Regions from separate parts of the Anas platyrhynchos genome. Here region 1 is linked to region 2. The links are chromatin contacts, called in public Hi-C maps. All regions are on one chromosome and are shown on one strand. The core of a region is the stretch at or near the end of the contact, and the rest is flanking DNA. Distances in the headings are between cores, read along the strand shown. Region 1 overlaps LOC119715568 (a long non-coding RNA gene). Region 2 has its middle 110 kb from the start of CCDC122.

Region 1 (2,700 bases), core at 63-2,562, 110 kb before region 2:
ATTCAAACTGTTTGTCATTTACCTTCTTGACATTTAGCCGCACGCTTGCTTTATTTTTAACAGCAACATGATGAACTGAGGTAAGCGAATTATCGCCGAGCACAACTTGCTATTTTTCCCTAATTGCTTTAAAAAAAAAAAAAAAAAAGAGATTGGCAAATAATTCTAAGGCAAGTGCAGGTTGTCCAAAATGAGGGCTTTGTAAATAGCTGGGGAAGAGAAATAGGCTTCCATTATGTGTCTGAAAACCATCCCAAGAGCATCCAGACGACACCTCCCAGCATCAGCGCAGTAAGTGCGGGGTCTCAGAGATGCCTCTCCCCAATCCTTATGGAATAAATCAGTGCCTGGAAGGCGGCTTCTCCTCTTTCAGCTGGAGAAGGAGCCCAGCGAGGCTGTTTGGGAATCGCCACCCTTGAATTCTGTAGCTCCACGGTGCGTATATTGAGTTTAAGACAAAATATATATATATCTTTATTCTTTGTGGGGTAGAATAGCAGTACTCGAGCTCGCTTGGCTTAACGGAGCCTCGTGAGTAGTAGCAGTTGGCATCTGAGATGTTGAAATATTTCTTGCTTTTCTCTTTGGGATGACGCGTTTTAACTTTCTGGAGAGGTTTCTGCTGGGGTGGACCTGAAACAAATCGCAAGGCCGAGGCTGGGGGCTGGCAGTTGGCCCAACTCTGTCCCCGCTGGACAGTGTAACTTCAGATGTGCGAAACTGAGCCCTGGCTGGCTGCTGGAGGGAGCTCCTGGGAAGCCTGGAACAAGCTCAGGAGTTGGCGATGTGTGTTTGAGGCTACTCTGCGAAACGCTTGCCTCTTTTCCTGCGATGAGTAAGCAGGGCTCTTCCTCCTGCATTTACTTTGTGCTGAGCTGGGCCAACAAGCAACATGTTTGAAAATCCCGTGGCAAGGAGTTTCCAGCAGACACTGGCAGCTGCCCTCCTGAATCAGGGTCCAATTTCCAACAGGAGCAAGGCCAAGCTCAACAATGAAGTTAAAAGCCAACCCGTGAATAAACTGACTTCCTTACATTGTAAATACATCGGAAAAGGGCAACAGTTCAAAAGGGAAAACCAGCAAACCTCCAAGGACTTTCCTTGAAACTCAGCCCCAGGTTGTTGTTGTTGTTGTTCATCGAGGTGCCCCCGGGAGAGTTGTGCAAGGCCAAGAGGCAAGAGAAAGTTGAAGCAGGACGCGGCCGAGAGGCCCCCAGGACCTAATGTGGCTTCGGTTTGTGCACAGCCAGCTGTGGAAGGGGAGTGCAGTCCTCTGACACCGTGTTCCTGAGCTGAGCCAGGTTTTTAGGTCAGCTCGAAGTTCAGCTTTGATTCTTCAGCTGCGTTGGGTGGGGGTGGTTTTTCAGCGATGTGTATGTGGTAATGTGCATTGGATGTGGTTCAAGTCGTCATGAGGGGGGAAAAAAAACAACAACCCATAACGCTTCAGTTTAGTTTTCTAGTTTGGGTGGGCTGGGAGCTCTTCTGAACTTCTCCCTCTTCGGAGCTCTGAAGGCACCAGAAGATCTCAAGAGGCTGAGATCTAGCGTGTGCGACCTCAGGGCCAAGCCACCTGATTCTTGGAAGCGACAAAAGGATGGAGCAGAGAAATTGCCAGCCTCTAAAAACAAAATAAAGAGCAACAAACGTATCTGGCCTTCGGAACAGAAAGCGGATCTGTTGTTCATCAAGGAGTATGGGAAGGGACGGGGGTGAGTTTGTTTGTGGAGCCTTTCGGTGACGGTCAGCTGCTTTCCAGCCCTCCGTGTGTTCTGTATCTCTAGGAGCTGGAAGCTGGGGGTTTGTGCTGAGCTGTCAAATCTCAAAAATCAAAAGAAAAAAAAAAAAGTCATAATAAAAATAAAATCGTGTTTAAAGTATCTGCCTGCTTTATGCTCCCCGTGGAGCCTGCAGTAAGTGGTCGTTCCTCCTTCCATCAGTTTTATTACTGGGAACAACAAGCCTGTTCTGCCTCTCCGCTGCCGCTTTAATCAAAGCTTTGCTCCCAGATAGCCATCAGAAAAGCCATCTGCAATTCAATTAGATATGAGCTTAAACTCGTGAGTGAGCTCCATGAAACTGGCCACAGCCTGCGGGGGCTCTGCTCCCTGCCTCGTCCATGGCCTTGTCCCCTTGTCCTCCTCATCCGTGGCCTTGTCCCTGCTCCTGGGGCACTGACCTCATGGTGGTGGCCTACAGAGGCTTGCAGCAAGCTCCTGTGTCTCACAGGGGGCTGTTTGGAGTCGTGCCCTGGAGATAAATGTGTCCCCCGAGCTGTGTCAGGCCGGTCCCCAGGCCCACGTCACGGCCTTGTTGACAAAGGCCCTAAAAGAGGCTGAGGAGAGCTTTCATGGCCTCCTTCAGAGTGTTTCTAAGGGCTGTTTCTAAGGCTCGCAAGTGAAAGCAGTCAGGAGGGAGGTTTGTGTGGGCTCCTTTTTAGAAAAGGTGCTGCTGACAAAAACCTCGAACCAGAAGAGAAGCGAAAAGCAGAGGTGGGCAGCGGGAACGCGCGTGGCTCGCAGCTCGCTGCAGGCTTTGCTGCCCCGGGGGGTGGCTTGCTTTGGTATTTCTTTGGTCGGCGGGGAAGGAGGTTGAACACTTGCCTGGGAGAAAAAAGAAACAGGGATCAGGGCAATACAAAAGTGCTGAGATGAGGAGAGAAATGTAGATACTGATAGGTGGTGTAGGAAAACGTCCACT
Region 2 (2,700 bases), core at 17-2,516:
CTTCCCAGTTCAAGATTTAAATTGGCACCAGAGTTAATAATGCAAAATAAAGTTTATTAGTAGAGTTAGTATAGCTGTGATGATCTGAATACACAGACCAAAAATATTTATAGAAAGTGATCACAGTTTTTGTTAAGCCATTTATTTTTTGAAAGATTTCTTTGGCTTAAAATTTTATATTTTGGTCTGAAATGGAGTGAGGTTTAGCTACCTTTAGGGCACTCAGCTTGTGCACTGTAACAGCTTAATTTGGCTCATACTTTATTGAACACATCACCTACAAACACAAGAAAACAAGAGTCATGTTTATGCATTTTTCACTACTGCCACAGTTCTGGAAGTATCAGTCAACAAACCTTCATACTATAAAATAGGAACTGGTGAGCCTACAAACACCTCACATATTCTGCTGTTATTTGTATGGCAAAGAGTCCCTGGTAGGTGAGTCAAAGCTCAGAGCCCATTTATCTGGGAACTGCAAATTACCATACGCTGTACTGAGCAGAGAGCTGTTATTCTAAGAAGAGTCTGAAAAATCCCCAGTTCTTAAAGTAAATAAATCAAAACAGCTATATCAATAAGTGGGGTTAATTATTAAAGCCAAATAACACCATTAAAGAATGACAGATTCCCCAGAAGGAGAGGCTTTGCCTTGCTTGAATGGACACAGTCTATAAACAGCATGACACCCAAGAGTGGATTCGTGCTAAGCTTCAGTCACTCCCCATTATCTCTGGGCTTCTTCACAAAGTTCATTGTTCATATCACTCTGCATAACAGCAAAGTCACCTGAGCATTTCCAGTATCACAACTAAGATCTAGCTCCTGAAAACAGCTAAACCTGTGGGGCACCTTATGCTGCAAGACTCACTGACCTGGATCGGCAGAACGAGAGGACACAACTGATCCATTATGTCAGAAACTGTGCTACGTCTTGTCAGCATACACAGGCTATTGTTGTTTGTAGCAAATTTAAACAACCTCCTACTTTTTCCCCTTGTGTTTCTATTCCCGTGTCACAACACATTTAGCTAAGTCTTTGTTCACTTGGGGGAATTATTCCACAGACAACATTTCTCTTCTCCTGCTGGGAATGGTGCCCGAGAACAAAGCAATCGGAAAGGCTGAAACCTCAGGCACGGAGAGATTAGTCAAGGATTGGTGCCACAGCCAGGACAAGTGTTTAGTCATCCCGACACAGCCCACTGAGCCCTTGACCAATAAGTTCCAGCCTTGCTTGTTGTCCTCACTGAGGAGTACAAAAATATATGAGAAATTCAAGCTCTGTGGTAGACGTCTGAGTCAAGCACTTGCCACATGGCTGTCACACCCACTGGTGTTTGGTTTACTCAAACTTAATAACTCTTCAGCGTATTACGTGGATTACGGAAATGCTGTAACTTTAGACGGGCTGGCAAAGCGATGTATTGCTGTAAAGTACTGTACTGTAATCCCTCCAGCGGACACGGTGGTCTCTTGATCTATCCCTTCATACTGTAGGTTTGTGGGTCTCTGCCCACAGAAGTATTTCTGACGGAATATGTGATGGTGCCCGGCCAGGTCTATATAATAATTTCCTTTCCCATCAGAAAGATTGACTAGTAAGGGATTTACTTTCTATGTGAAATAACCATTCTGGTTTCACTCTTTTTCCTAAGCTTGGAAAAAATCTGTCAGGTTTTTATAGCATGTGTTTAGAGAAAATTACCCTATTTACCAATTTGCCAAGCCTTTTTTATCTGAAAACTTTGACACTTAAAGGGCGTGAAGATGCATCCTTTTAGAAGATCATAAAAGAAGACTTCGTTTTGTTTGGATTTTCAGCAACATGCAATTTCATCCCACCCCTTTCCACGTGAACCAGCATTAATGGATGATGTTGTAACAACCCATGCAGATATTGTTTACAGGAAGAATGGAAAGTCCCCAAGCTTCTCATCTGTTTCATGATCGTTGTTTTGTGAAGGCTACACATTCAGGAGACTGCTTTAGTAATTTAATTTAACAAAAGGTTAGAAGTCATCAGGGTACCTCTAACAGGAATAATTCAAGCAAAAATAAGAACCTGTATTTTGCCTACTATCCTTCACACTGTGTATGTATGTAACTATCTATCTATCTTTATGGTATCATATATATCCCATAATACTGTACCACCATATATTTATTTATTATATTAAGATAACACTGAGTAGTAAACAGATTCTCTGCAGAAAGTACAACCTAATAAAGGCAGGAAAGATAAAGGAGAAGAAAGCATTGTTATGTCTACTGAAATGAAGCATAAAAACATTGACCACTTTTTTCCAAGCCATCTACGAGAACTGCCTGACTTAGATGCCTCAGTGATTGCAATGCTTAAGCTCAAAAGAGGAACGTGTTTCTCAGCAAGCAGGGAGCCAGCTCCCAACTTGTTATGCTGCCAGTGAAGACAGGTAGTAGGGGATCTGAGCAAAGGGTAACATCACTTGCCAAAACAAGAATAAAGAAATGAACACTGATTTCTGTGTCTTCACCGAAAAACTAACTTCATACCTTGGAGGTTATGTTTCTGTGACTGCTGAGCCTGTGAGCTTGGCAGAAAAAAGAAAACAAAGAGCAAGTCGAGTGATCCGTCTCTGGCATGCTGTCAGGAAAGCGTCATGTGCGTGGACTGGGAGCTCTTTCAAACAGATATCAACATATGAGCAATTTTAGCTG

The links. Hi-C and Micro-C count contacts between places; a contact is called where the count stands out from the background.
Region 1: a contact with region 2 is called in a Hi-C map of liver, with 2.2 times the contacts expected there. The contact joins two enhancer-like sites. A contact is called at or near these places in 2 of 8 Hi-C or Micro-C datasets (liver and skeletal muscle).

The regions. Positions count from the first base shown.
Region 1 is chr1:176,851,878-176,854,577 of IASCAAS_PekinDuck_T2T, reverse strand. LOC119715568 (a long non-coding RNA gene) reads right to left here. Exons shown (of 3, transcript XR_011806413.1): 3 at 1-2,700. Among named protein-coding and RNA genes, the nearest start is that of TSC22D1, 81 kb to the left of the region's middle. Within about 2 kb of position 1,312, at least 1 of the 8 cell types and tissues checked has an H3K27ac peak or open chromatin away from gene starts, as enhancers often do.
Region 2 is chr1:176,742,262-176,744,961 of IASCAAS_PekinDuck_T2T, reverse strand. No RefSeq gene overlaps it. Among named protein-coding and RNA genes, the nearest start is that of CCDC122, 110 kb to the right of the region's middle. Within about 2 kb of position 1,266, at least 2 of the 8 cell types and tissues checked have an H3K27ac peak or open chromatin away from gene starts, as enhancers often do.